2 separate regions of the Ovis aries genome follow, and region 2 is linked to region 1. Evidence: chromatin contacts called from public Hi-C data. All regions are on one chromosome and are shown on one strand. Each heading gives the region's core, a stretch centred on a gene start, on an enhancer-like site or on the middle of the called end of the contact. The rest is flanking DNA. Distances are from core to core; before and after follow the strand shown.

The links. Hi-C and Micro-C count contacts between places; a contact is called where the count stands out from the background.
Region 2: a Hi-C map of hypothalamus shows a contact between it and region 1, with 5 times the contacts expected there. The contact joins the enhancer-like site here to the promoter of CCDC9B in region 1. A contact is called at or near these places in 9 of 16 Hi-C or Micro-C datasets (blood, hypothalamus, liver and 3 more).

The regions. Positions count from the first base shown.
Region 1 is chr7:34,159,573-34,166,202 of ARS-UI_Ramb_v3.0, reverse strand. CCDC9B (coiled-coil domain containing 9B) reads left to right here and starts at 3,961. Exons shown (of 11, transcript XM_027971678.2): 1 at 3,961-4,094; 2 at 4,889-5,002; 3 at 5,286-5,384; 4 at 5,956-6,111; 5 at 6,201-6,326. The coding sequence starts at 4,083.
Region 2 is chr7:34,237,055-34,243,684 of ARS-UI_Ramb_v3.0, reverse strand. It overlaps IVD (isovaleryl-CoA dehydrogenase), which reads right to left. Exons shown (of 12, transcript XM_027971680.3): 12 at 4,477-6,364. The coding sequence ends at 6,231. Among named protein-coding and RNA genes, the nearest start is that of IVD, 13 kb to the right of the region's middle. Within about 2 kb of position 3,429, at least 16 of the 54 cell types and tissues checked have an H3K27ac peak or open chromatin away from gene starts, as enhancers often do. A contact at or near this core is called in hypothalamus and muscle, where this site is marked.

The sequences.
Region 1 (6,630 bases), core at 2,712-5,211:
TCAGGCTAAGGTGGCCTGGTATCCTCAAACACCTCTGAGGTGGAGCCTGGATCGTCACTTTTTGTTCCCTTGTGTTGAAGGGGCCGAGTGAAGTAGATCAGGAGTTCGGTCCATATCAGAGCTCTCCTCCCACTGCTGGTCTGGAGCTGTAAAGCTCAGGATACCCCAGCCCAGGGTGTGCCTTGGAGAGCAGAATGGAAGAGGGGTCCTTGGACCATCTTTCTGCCACCCGCTGCTTCAAAGGACTTCGGCTCCATCTTGCTCTGGCACCAACATTGCTGGGAGAAATATCAATAACCTCAGACATGTAGATTACACCACCCTTATGGTAGAAAGTGAAGAGGAACTAAAGAGCCTTTAGATGAGGGTGAAAGAGGAGAGTGAAAAAGCTGGCTTCAAACTTCACATTCAAAAACCTAAGATCACGGCATCCATTCCCATCATTTCATAGCAAATAGATGGGGGAAGAATGCAAATAGTGACAGACTTTATTTCCTTGGGCTCCAAAATCACTGCGAACAGTGACTGCAGCCATGAAATTAAAGGATGCTTGCTCCTTGGAAGAAAAGTTATGACAAAGCTAGACAGCATGTTTAAAAGCAGAGACATTACTTTGCTGACAAAGGGCCATCTAGTCAAAGCTATAATTTTTCCAGTAGTTGTATATGGATATGAGACTTGACCATAAAGAAGGCTGAGCACCGAAGAACTGATGCTTTTGAACTGTGATGTTGGAGAACACGCTCGAAATCCCTTGGACAGCAAAGAGATCAAACCAGTCAATCCGGAAGGAAATCAATCCTGAATATTCATTGGAAGGACTGATGCTGAAGCTGAAGCTCCAATACTTCGGCCACCTGATGAAAAGAGCCAACTCATTGGAAAGGACCCTGATGCTGGGAAAGATTGAAGGCAGGAGGAGAAGTGGGGCAACAGAGGGTGAGATGGTTGGATGGCATCACCGACTCAATAGATATGAGTTTGGGCCAACTCCAGGAGATGGTAAAGGACAGGGAAGCCTAGTGTACTGCAGTTCATGGGGTCACAAAGAATCGGACACAACAACAACAACAACTGCTCTGGCATGTGTGTTCTTGGAGCCATGGGGCCCAGACTGTCCCTGGCAGCGGGAGCCTGACAAGAGCTCATCCATCTGCCCCTACATCACGTCCTCTGAGTCCTCCTTACCCAGGGCCAGGCCTGGCCTGAGCTGAGAGGCCTAAACTAAATCTCTAGTCAGTAGGAATTGTAACAGCAGTTTCTTGATCCAAGAAGGTGCTGGAGGTGGGTAGTTATGGCTATGGGCCCAGTTGGCAGGCTGCCTGAGACGGTGGTGAACCAGCCACAGAAGAGACATGACCTAGACCTGTGGCTGAGGTATTGGGACAATGGGCCTATTCCTGGGCAAAGAAAGGGAGGGCACAGCAGGAGGGGTCAGCAGAAACAATGTTGTTGTAGCAGCCAGAAGAACAACGGGCAGGAGGCGGATGTCTAGCAGCTGGTTTCTTCTGAGCCACAAACAGGCTGAGCAGCCCAGGTATTGGGTGCTACCTCTCCCGTCTCATCACCAATAAAATGCGGCTTCTACAGCCTGTGTGACTTCGCTAGCTTGATGGAGCTGGGAGGCGGGGTTGATTCAGACTTGCTGGAGAGGAGGGGGCAGCAGAAGCCGGGGAAGAGCCATTCCCCACCTCCAACCAGGCTTTTTGAAGGCCTGCTGCCCCCTAGTGGTCACACAGACTAATAGCGGCGTGGTCCCGATCCCCTATACCGGGGACCATTAGGCTGGTCACGCCCTACCTTCTCCAGACAGGGAAAGGAAATGCACAGTTAGCGACGTTACCGGCCACCTCCTCCCTCAGGGCTGCGAGTATTCTGGGTGCAGGGAACAGCAGCCCCAGTCGAAGCACAGGTACCCAGAGCCATGCGCAGGACGGCGTGGGTTACTCACTCATATATTCATTCTGCAGGCCCCCAGGAAGGCACTGTAGTTTTCAGGGACACTGTGCCAGGCCCTGGGGATTTAGAGGCCCTCAGTACACCATTCCTGCCCTTAGAGAGCCTCTCTCCAGTAGGGAGCAGACAGGCACACCACAGACTCTGGAGAAAATAGGAGAATATGGGGGCTGCTCTGAGGCTGACATTGTGTGAGTAACACTTGGGACACAAGTGGCCCGCAGCCGTGGGGCTGTCTGACTATTGGTCCGTCCTGGTCACATGGGCCTTCAGCCTGCTAGATGCAGAGGCCTTTGCCATGAGGTTAGGGGAATCTTTTCCTGCAGGCCCTTCTAGAGATCTGGGTTGCCCACCCTGCAGGATGACTGGATTTCTACCCAGCCTGCTGCTCCTCACTGCTGTCTGGCCCCCACCCTGGCTGGGAACAGGCGCAATGGGGAAAGCAGACCTCGTCTCCTCTACCTCCATTCCTCCTCCCCAGACCTGGGTTCCAAAGATCATGGGGAACATTAGGTCTCAGCTGCATCCTTCACTCCCAGGCTGGTGCTCTAAGGGCCTTCCAGCTCCAAACACAGGGCATGGGCCAGGTGACAGGAGGCCTGACTGCCACCCCACCAGGGCCGTGCTCCAGCTGTCAGAGACTAGACTGGAACTCAGTAGGCAGCACGTGGAGAGGGTAGGAGAAGAAGTGTGTGTGTGTGTGTGTGTGTGTGTGTGTGTGTGTGTAGCCTGGGTGCGTCACTGTAGCTGGGAATGCAGAGTCTGACTCAGTGGGAACATCCGGCACGAAAGGAAGAGAGAGCCCAGTGGCATTTCCAAGCAGGATGGGAACTCTAGGGTGGCGGAGATCGGCTGCCGGGTCAGCGGCGCTGCTCCAAGGCCTGGCCTGGAAAGAGGCTCAGTGTGGTGCGCAGGGGAGGGCAGATAGGAAGGGGTGGTTCAAGGGCAGCAGGGTTGGATCTCTGGCTGCCTGGGCTGGTCTGGGTAGGAAGGAGAGGGCAGCAGGGCTTTCTGCTTTGGAGACAGAAGGGACAAGTTGTCCACGGGATTAGGGAAATAGATCCCGGTCAGTCAGGGCTGAGGGGGAATGCAGGAACCTCTGACCTATCCTTCAGGGCCTGGAGGTCGGGGACCTGTTACTAGAGAACCAGATCCCAGGTGCTCCTGATACAGAGACCACCTCTCCCCCTGGCACCCCCAAACTCCTGGTCTCAGAGGCACTAGGGGTGGCATTGCCAGGCAAGCTGCTGTCCAGGGCAGAGACAGCAGCCTCGGGTGTACCGGCAAGATCTGGGGGGAGACTTTCCCAGAAAAGGCTGCTTCCAGTCTGAGGGTCAGAGAGGCTGAGAGGGCCAGCCCTGGAAAGCAAGGCCAGGAAGGGCTCCCAAGCAGGAGCCAAGGGGAAAGGCTGTTGTCCAGGCTTGAGCTGTGGCGGCATGGGCCCTGAGGGAGGTGCCCCGCACCAAGCGGTGACCTGGACAGTTGAGCATCCCAGGAGTAACTGTACTTGAAAGTACAGGGAAGACAACGCTGAACCCAAAGGAATGAATGACTAATGGTGTTATTTTAGGTATGCGGTAGTACCTGATGGCCTAGGGGAGATGAACTCTTCCAGAACTGATGAGGAGAATGAGGGGCCAGGGGACACTCATTTGAGCAGAGGCCTTCGGACCAGGGAGGGCAATGGACTGGACTATAGGCCTCTCTCCACTAATGGGAGGGACAGAGACCTACTCAGCTGCCCATCTGTCTGCAGGCAGGCCCAGGCTGGGGTCCTACTGGAGCATGAGGCCCCCTGTGTGGGCTCGCCCTGCCAGGCAGAAGTCCCTGCCAGTCTGCCTGGGGACACTGGGGCGGGGCACGGAGAGGTGCTGGGCAGGGCCAGCTGCCTGCCGGTGCCCTGGTCCTCGCCCTCTGAGAGTGGATGGTGGGGGCGGTGGCCGCGGCGTTCCTGGCTGGGAGCCCAGAGAAGCCTTTTGTAATCACAACATGATCTCGTGTGCTGAGCAGTGAAGCCGGCAGGGAGAGGCCGGTGGAGGGAGGCCCAGCTCCGGTGGCTCCGGCTTCCCTCCCGCTCTAGCTCCCCCCAGGACTGCTCTGGAATTCTCTCCGTGCCCGCTGTTGCCATGCACTCAGCTGTGAGTGGCACCTTGCCTTTGGCGGGGGGCTTCTTGGGGCTGGGACGCCAGGCGGCCACACTCTGAGGGCAGCTAGGGACAGCTGGGCCCGGGAGGAAGAGGGCTGTGCCTAGGCGGGAGGGGAGGGTGCTGGGCAGGGGTGTCGGCCACGAAGGAGTCCCTGCAGCCAGACAAGGAGGGACCCAGGGATCACTGTGTGCCTGGGGGGCTCCGCAGTGGGGCCCACCCATGGAGCTGACTCTTGCCGGCAGCTCTTGCTCTCAGCCTGGAAAGGCTGGGCCTGTGGGAGCGGCTCTTTCCCACAGGCTGGGCGCAGGCCTGAGAAGTGGGGTCCATGGCCTAGGAGCCCAGGACAGAGCAGGGTCCTCTCCTTTCACTGTGGTTCTCGGCCTGGGAGCCCAACAGCTCCCCCCTCGACCTCCTGAATCCCCTGGCAACTTCCCAGTCACGGCAGGTTCCGCTGCCAGAGCCATTTATAACTCCCATTCCGGGCTCTGCTCCGCAGCTGAGCTCCCTGGAGAGCCGGGGGGAGGGGCAGCCACTGCTGGGAGCTGCGGGCCTGGGCATGAGGCTCTGACCTGAGCCCCCCGAGAGGACGCAGGGAGATGGCAGATGGGCCTAGCAGGGTGGGGGCTTACGGCCTTCCATGAGCTGACTCCCCACGCGGCCCTAGCTCTGGGTCTGGGGCTGTTCCTTGGGTGGTAAGAATAGGGTAGAATGGGCGGATATAAAAGTTGAGGAACTGGTAAGGGATGGGCCCAGCAGTCAGGAGCTTGGGCCCCTGCCCTCTGCAGGGGCCTCACGGGGCTGAGTCCCCGATGAGCAAGCAGGAAGAGAAGGACGCAGAGCTGGACCGGAGGATAGTCGCCCTTCGCAAGAAGAACCAGGCCCTGCTGCGCAGGTACCAGGTGAGTGGGCTGAGCCAGGCGGGAGGACCGACTGGGCCAGCACTCCTAGGCTGACCTGCAGACTCCGGCATGGTGGTCTCTCCCTGCAGGCATGGGTCTGAGACCGGGGTGAGGGTGGGTGTCTTCCATCTCAGAGGCTCTGCGAGGGTCTTGGGGACTCTGTGATGTGGTGTGTCTGCCCCCTGGTGTCCCACTGGTGTCTCTCTGTGTAGGCCTGTCGGCGTCTGTGTATCTGTGCCTCTGGGGGGCCGTGGCCTGTGCTGACCCCGGGGCCCTCCCACAGGAGATCCAGGAAGACCGGCGGCAGGCAGAGCAGGGGGGCATGGCTGTGACCACACCGGAGCTCCTTCGTCCTGATGGCCTCACTGTCACCGTCAGCCAGGTTCCTGGAGGAAGACCCACCCGGGAGACAGGGTGGGGTGGCAGGGAGGTGGCGGCCCAGCTTGTGCCGGGGGAGCACAGCCGCCCCTGCTCCTCTGCCTCTCCCACTTCTCTTCAGTGGCGCACCTACCAACCTCATGCAGCCCAGGCCACTGCTGGCCCCCACCCCAAAGAGCCACAGTTGGAAGGTGACCATGCCCTTTTCCAGCCCCAGAGCTCTGCACCTGTGCCCCCACGCACAGGCTGCCCCTAAACCCCAAGTCCCAGGGCACAGGGACGTTGGGGCTGAATGCCAGGAACAGCGTCTGAGAACAGAGCCTCGTTGTCTGAGCGCTTTGGATTTCCCAGCTCAGAGATGGGCCACTGTGGCGTCTTGGGCCCCTGGGTGGCCCCAGGCCTGGATAACCTAATGCCACTGGTATGTGAACGCCTCACAGAGGCAGCTCCTCAGTGGGCATTCCAGGGAGGGCCAGGGCTGGAACCCAGCCTGGGGAAGCACCCAAAGGACCCAACCCCCAACTTCTGCCCAGTGCTGCCCATGTGGTCTCACGGCATGGCACCTCATTCTGCAGGGGAAGCGGGTGGTCAGCCGGAACTGGGTGAGGAGTGCCCTTGGACCTGGAGCAGCCAGTGAGACGCTTGAGGATGAGCAGGCAGAGGCCCACACTGGCACCTTCTGCTTGGGGGAGCGGGTGGATCTGGCCGTGACCATGGAAAACAAAGCCGAGGTGAGCAGGGTGGGTAGGGGAAGCCTGTGAGCCAGGAAGCCTCCGCTTCTTCCCTGCCTGCGCCACCCTGCCCAACATTTCCTCCCCAGGCCAAGCGGATCGTAAGTGAGAAGCCCACCAGGGCACGGAACCAGGGAGCAGAAGCATCACCTGCAGCAGGCGTGGGCCGGAGCCCCTCCGTGCCACCGGCCGTCAGCTCAGATTCTGCACGGAGGGTACCTCCCCAAGAAGGGGTGGGGACATGAACGTGGTGGTCCCCATTTGGGAGAGGCATGGAAGCTGAGTCGCATATGTCCCCATCTGGGGAGACGTGACCCAGGCAGCACCTGCAAGAATTCCCACTCCTTCTTCCCTTCTCTGACCAGTCTCCACAGCGGGTGGGTCATGCAGTGAGAGACAGTGCAAGCGAGAGACGTGTCCCAGCCCCTAACCCCTCCTGGACCTCTGGTGCAATCTGGTGGGGTCTGGAGGTGGGTCTAGGGTGTGAGAGACTGGCCGCGTGCCAGGTGTGACCTCTAG
Region 2 (6,630 bases), core at 2,180-4,679, 78 kb before region 1:
TCTGGGCCAACAGCAGGATTCTGGAAAGAAAGAAAGGGCTGGGTAGGCTGCAAGCCAGTTAGGAAGGATGTAAGGTCTCACATCCCTAGCCTCTTCTCATTTCTGATTCCTCCTCCCCTGATTTAGATCTTAGAATTTAGATCTTAATTCATCTTACAATACATTTAAGTAAATCATTTTATTTTAGCAAGTAAAAAGACTTAACGTATACCCAACCTTGCCCAACCTGGCAGTATCAGGCAAGGTACACAGGTATGGACGGAAACTTTGCTACTCTGTTCCCATAAATAGAACCAGCATTTGGGGTGGGTCCTGGTTGCCCTGAAAATACTCAACTTTGCAGAGGCTGCCTCCTGAAACCCAGGCAGATGCACCCCAGGGACTCTCAAGGCAGGCCAGGCAAGTGGCCCCCATTGCAGGGCTTATCTCCCTCGGGCAGCTGCCAGCTCACGCTCCTTGCCTCCATTCCTGTGGCACATCTAACAGCCTGTCTGCTGGTGAGTGCAGCCATGTGAGCGTCTGTATGTATGCATGCATGTTTGCCCAGTGGGCACAGGGCACGGGTGTGTTTGGATGGAGATGGGCCTATCTCTGGGGCTCCCTGCATGGCCCTGCTTTTCTCTCTTCTTGTCCCTCGGTCTATTGCTGGTGAGGGAAGCCCTCTGTACTTCCTCCATTGAGCCCCTGTCCTCTGCAGAGGGAAGATATTGCCTGTGCTGAGATATCCCTGGGCCTGGAATATCGTTCCTCTCTCCAAGACAACTCCCACTTACCTGTTTAGCCTGTACTCTTCCATGTCTTCCAGGGTAAAGCTACATCAGGCTGCCTGGCAGAGTAAGTGAAACTAAAACTGTCCCTCTCTGAGGCTGGTCTGTGCTAATTCAGTGCTGGTCCAGGGCATGATTCTCAGCTTGTCCATAAAGGTTTGTTGACTATGGCTTATAGGCCTGGGCAGGAAAGCAGTGATGCACAGTCTTTTGTTATCTGACTATTCCTTTTGCTGAAAAGAAGCTCATGGTATTGGCCACGGGGCTGGTGTGCCACCTGTACCTTGGGCCACTTCTGGTGGCATCACTGTAAAAAATATAGGCATACAACAGCTTTGGAAAACAATTTGGAATTACCTAATAAAGGTGATCACGTATACCTACAACATAGAAATCCCATTCCTGGGAATGTACCTGGAGACTTGTACACATAAACCAGGAGACACATACAGAATATTTTAGAATAGCCCCAAACTGGAACCCACCCAAGTGTCCATCAACACAAGAATGGATAATTAAATTGTAGTTTCACACAATGAAACATATGATACAGGGCAAAAGTGACCAAATTAAAGCTCCACTCATTAACGGGAATGAATCTTTAAAAACTACACAATGATGAGCCAGAGAAGCAAGACAGAAGAATATATTTAATATGAGTCCCATTGCACAAAGCTTAAACAGATGATCAAAATAATACTGTTAAGGGAGACAAACAGAGGGAGGAAATCATAAAAGTGAGGAGAGGACTGTCACTAAATTCAGGATCATGAGGCACACAGGCTCCTAAAATACTCAGAATGTTCTCTTCATTGGCCTGGGTGCTGGGTACAAAGGAGTTTATTGTTGTTTTTCACACTGCATACATACATGTTATATACTCTTCTGTATATATTCAATACTATATGTTTTATTTAAGAAAAAAAAAAAAAGGATGGCGTGTGCCCTGACTCTGCCCTCTTTTCATATCCAATCTCTACGCTTGTCTTCAGCTGGCAGAGATGGAGCCGGGGTCCCTCATCACAGTTCGTTTCTGTTTCTGAGGGGGTCAGAGGACTATGGGAGGTGAGGGCCTTCCCTCTGCAGCTGGGCCCTGCTACTCCAGAGTGGGAAGGCCTGGGGGAAGCAGGGCCAGGCGAGGCCGGCTGGCTCTGCTGTCTCTGCCAACTCTGGGGATTAGGCCAGGGCTCTGGCCCACCTGTTGTTTCACTCATTCAGCATGAACATAGCCACTGAGCACTTACTGTGAGTACTGGGTGCTGTTGGGAGGGTTCAGATAAGTGAGAAATGGTCTTTGACCTCAAAGATCTGTACCATATACAGAGGTAATCACATATACAAATAACTATGATATCAATACAGGCAAAATGTGAGCTAAGTATCACATGACCTCTCATTTGCACTTTCAGTAAATGTTTGTTGAACAGCTATTATGTGCTAGAAACTGTGCTGGATAGTGAACGTAAAAAGGCAGTTCAATCACAACCTTGACCCTTAAGTTCTTAGTCTAATGCATGGGAACAGACACAGATGAGATAAATACGACAGTGGGGAAAGCCCCTGATGTAGAGATGCCCAGGAGAAGCAGGAAGAGGTCCCACTCAGAATGGGTGAGATGGGGACAGAAGACTAGGAAAGGTTGGAGAAGGGAGGCCTTTCTGAAGGAGGCAGTCCCTGAACTGAAGCTTCAGGGATGAGGAAACAAGACCAAGATGAAGGGCTAGGACATCCTCCGCAGAGGGATAAGCTGGAGCAAAGGTACAGGGTAAGAAACAGTGTCAGGAGGACTGTTTCCAGCCAGAATACAAGTACTCAGCAGGGATGGGAGAGGAGCAGCTGGAAGGGATGGCCAAGGCAGATCAGGGTCACATTTGCCTTGCAAACCTTAGATCTTATAAGTGCTGGGAGCCACTGGAGGCTTTAGGGGAGCTTGATAGTTACAATAGCTCAATACAGAGGAAGGGTTGAGGTGTATGAATTGGAAGAAGACAGGCAAGTTGTCAGGTTGATGTGGATCAAAGAACTATTCTGACAGGCTAGCTGTGTCTGAGAGTGGGTGGTGGGTGCAGGAGAGGCCATTTTCAGGAACAGCTCCTTGCCAGAGTGACCAGGTGTGTCACACAGGGCTCCCCTCTGGGACTAGTGTGGGCAGAGGCAGGGACAGCCAGAAATGTGGATGGGGCTTTGAATCATCTGATCCCAGGGCCCCACATGCTGGCCTGTGGACATGAGGCAGGTAGTGAACTTCTCATCAGTCAAACGTGTGCACTTTAAAGATCTATCTGCAATCAAACCAGTAAAGTAGCCATATCGCTTAAAAGCATGAAGTGAATTACCAACTGAAAGCTCTTAAAGATTCAAAAGGAGTTTCACCGTGGAACTGGGTGGAGGGGAGGGTTTGCAGTTTTTGTTTCTTTAAATTATCATAGTTCAAAAACCATTCACATAAAACAAATAACCCCCACCCCCGCCCAAACCGGCCTTTGTTCTGAATTTATGTTCTTTTTAAATGGATAAAAAGTGGCCTTTCTTGTATGAAGCGATACAAGATAGAGAATAGTAGGCTGTCGTTGAGCCCTATGCATCTTGAGATACGAGGCTGGGAGCCGCCAGTCGCAAGCACCCTGCAGTTGTGGCGAGCGGCCGACAGGGGTCAGGAGAGCTCCACGCAGGGCTGGTGGAGCCGCGCCCGAGCCCGAGCTCGCGAGCCAGAGCCGAGCTCCGCGGTGCGCGCGACGCCTCTGGTGAGACGATCTGGCAGAGGGAGGGCCCTGGACCCTGCACCCTGGACCTGCCTTAGCCTGAGGTTCTCGACTGAGGGTCCCGGGTCTCGGTTCCGTCAGGCGGACGTGGACTGGGTGTCCGTCCCCAAATCAAAAAGAGGCGCTCCTTTCTCAGTCCCCCACGCTTGACTGACACCAGCCTTGGCTCCACGTCTGGGCGTGGCCGGTTCACCTACGGTCTTTTCGCCTACGGTGGGCAACTCACCCGTCTTCCGGAAGCGGGCCCGGCGCCAACTTTGTGTCTTGCATAGGACTGTCATGATCAAGGAGTTAGTATGTCAAAATGAGACTTGAAATATTTATATAGGTGAAGAAGCATCATTACCAGGTTATGAGTTTGGGACTCAGGCCGCTGGAAGCATGTCCTCTAGGCCCCAGCTCAGCTGTTCTAAAAGGTTGCCTGTACCTCCTCATTATCCCTGGAGGTGTGATTAGGCCTAGGGCCCATATGCTGCTGCTGCTGCTGCTGCTGCTGCTAAGTCGCTTCAGTCGTGTCCGACTCTGTGCGACCCCATGGACTGTAGCCTACCAGGCTCCTCCGTCCATGGGATTTTCCAGGCAAGAGTACTGGAGTGGGGTGCCATTGCCTTCTCTGCTGGGGTCCATATAGGAGTCCATTTTTTTTTTTAACAGGTTGCCAAGTTTTGACAAAGGGTGTGTGCCCAGATCACACTTGGAAAACCATTCCCTTAGCTTCTGTTGCCATCAGGACAGACAGGCAAGTAGGAAAACGAAGAACAGGATGGTCGTCAGCACGGGAACTGGGCTGATAGTGACCTGCCTAAAACTGGAGTGGAAGGAGGCAGCCCCAGGAAGGAGAGGTGCTGGCAGCTAGTGCTGCAGAGTTGCACAACGCATGTAATCAACCCCACACTCCAAGAACCGCGTGGCCCCTGCTTTCCCATTGTTCACGACTCAGACTTCACTTTTTTGGCTTTACTTTAAAATATTTTTATTTCACATACAGCATCTGGAAAATCATTGTTCTCCCCACGCTGGAGGCAGAGCTACATTATCCTCACTGACTGGCTGAAATACCCCATTCTGACGTCTTTGGGCTTCCAGCCACACTTTATTATTTTGAAAAATTTATTATTATTTATTTTCTGTCTGCACCATGCGGCATGTGGGATCTTAATTCTCCAATCAGGGATTAAACTTGCACCCACTGCATTGCAAGCACAGAGTCTTAACCATTGGATTGCCAGGGAAGTCCCCAGTTACATTTTAAGCCCAGCAAGACCACCATTTTAGCCACATTCATCTCCAGCACAGTAGGGAGCAGGGTGGGAAACTAAAGGGACAGGGCCACAAGCCTCTCAGCATAGGTCTGGGCTGGGGTTGGCAAGGAACCGATAGCACCTGTCACAAGCATCAGGCTGGGAACAGCTCCTGGCTACAGGCCAGGACCAAAAGTCAGAACAGGCGCTGCTGGGCTGCGGACCAAGAAAACCAGGTCTTTTAGGGAACTCAGATGGGGTGGAACAACCCAAAACTGTCATACCCTGACTGTGCTCCATCCAAGCCCCAAGTGGGGCTCCATGCTGGCATTCTCAGAACCCCTATTTCTGCTGATCTGGATTCTAACTCCAGTTCTGATTTGGGGAAAACCAAATTGTCTTGGTCTTTTAAAAAAAAACACGGGGATAGTTTCTGGCAATTTATAAGTTTCCTTCTGGCTCCAAGACTTTTTCCACTCTGGGATCCCTCCTTTCTTTAAAAATCACTGCAAGATCTGGAAAAGGGGGACTGAGTACTCCTCTCTCTTGTGGGTTGATTCCACCCCTGTGTCTCCCATCACCAGTGAGCAGGCCGGAAGCAGGGCCTGGATCTGCTGTGCTCCAAGGACACAGGGCTGGAGCCAGACAGAAGGCAGGAACAAGTAGACTGCTTCTCTCCCAAAACACCAGTTTAGAAGCAGATGGGTTTGCTTCATGATATGTTTAATACAAAATGGCAGCAGCCACTGTGGAGTGGTAACAAATAGCCACAGGGTGTCCAGAGACATGTGTGCAGGCAGCCTTGGCTGGAGTCGGGCCAGCCAACCCAGGCCTGCTGCCCAGTCAGCTGGGGGCTGTCACATGGCCAGGAATGGACAGTGGCACTGGCAGGGTAGTGCTGGAGGCATCGAGCCCAGCCTTCACGAGCATGCAGACCTCTGCCCACTGTGGATTCTGGGTGGCACAGGTGTTCTGAAATGCCTGTTCCTAGAGCTCTGCCCCAGAGTGATGGAATTCCAGCTCTAAAAAATGAGGGACGGAGGAGGCTGCAGTGGGAGTTCCCACTCACACACTGATGAAAGTTAATGCCTCATAGAAACTGGTAGAAACAAAGGCTGGGTTTTGTGGGTATTTTTCCCCATAAAGAAAAGAGACTACCAAGTTCAAATTAATGAACTTGGTAATACTTCTGGTGTACTTGAGCAGAGGGTTCCCTGACACAGGCTCATCCAAGGAAAAGGTGCCCCTCCTGGGAGGGGGAGCACCAGGCTTGGAAGTTAGAGAGCAAGGGCACAGTCACCAAAGCCCCAGAGAAGCCAGCCTGTTTCCTGAGGACTCCTTGTTAAGTCACTGCACACTTCTGAGCCGGTGGGTGGGGCCTGCTGGGAGGAGACCTGCGGCAGCTGTCCTTCCAGAGAAAGGCCTCAAGGTGCTGGGAAGCAGGGTGAAGGGTCTAGGGGTTAGCGGAAGTCTGCATTGAAAGCTCTGCCAATGACGAGCCGCCTCACTTCACTGGTCCCAGCCCCGATTTCATATAGCTTGGCATCTCTCAGAAAGCGGCCCATGGGAAAGTCATTGATGTAGCCATTGCCACCTGCAGCCATGGATGGGGCAGAGAAAAAGACAATGGGAAAAGTGATAGGCAGTGGGCAAAGCAAGGGAAGCAAACAAGATCAAGCATCTAGAAATGGGCCAGGAGGAGAGACTGAAGAGAAGCAGCAAAAGGTGGTGAGAGGGAGGGTGGCCGGGGATGGGGGGTGGCCGGAAGGCCACTCAAGAGTGCTGAGGACGCCAGGCAGAGGCAGGGGAACCACTGGCGGACATGGAGAAGGCAGGGGGAAGAAACTACTGCATAGTGCT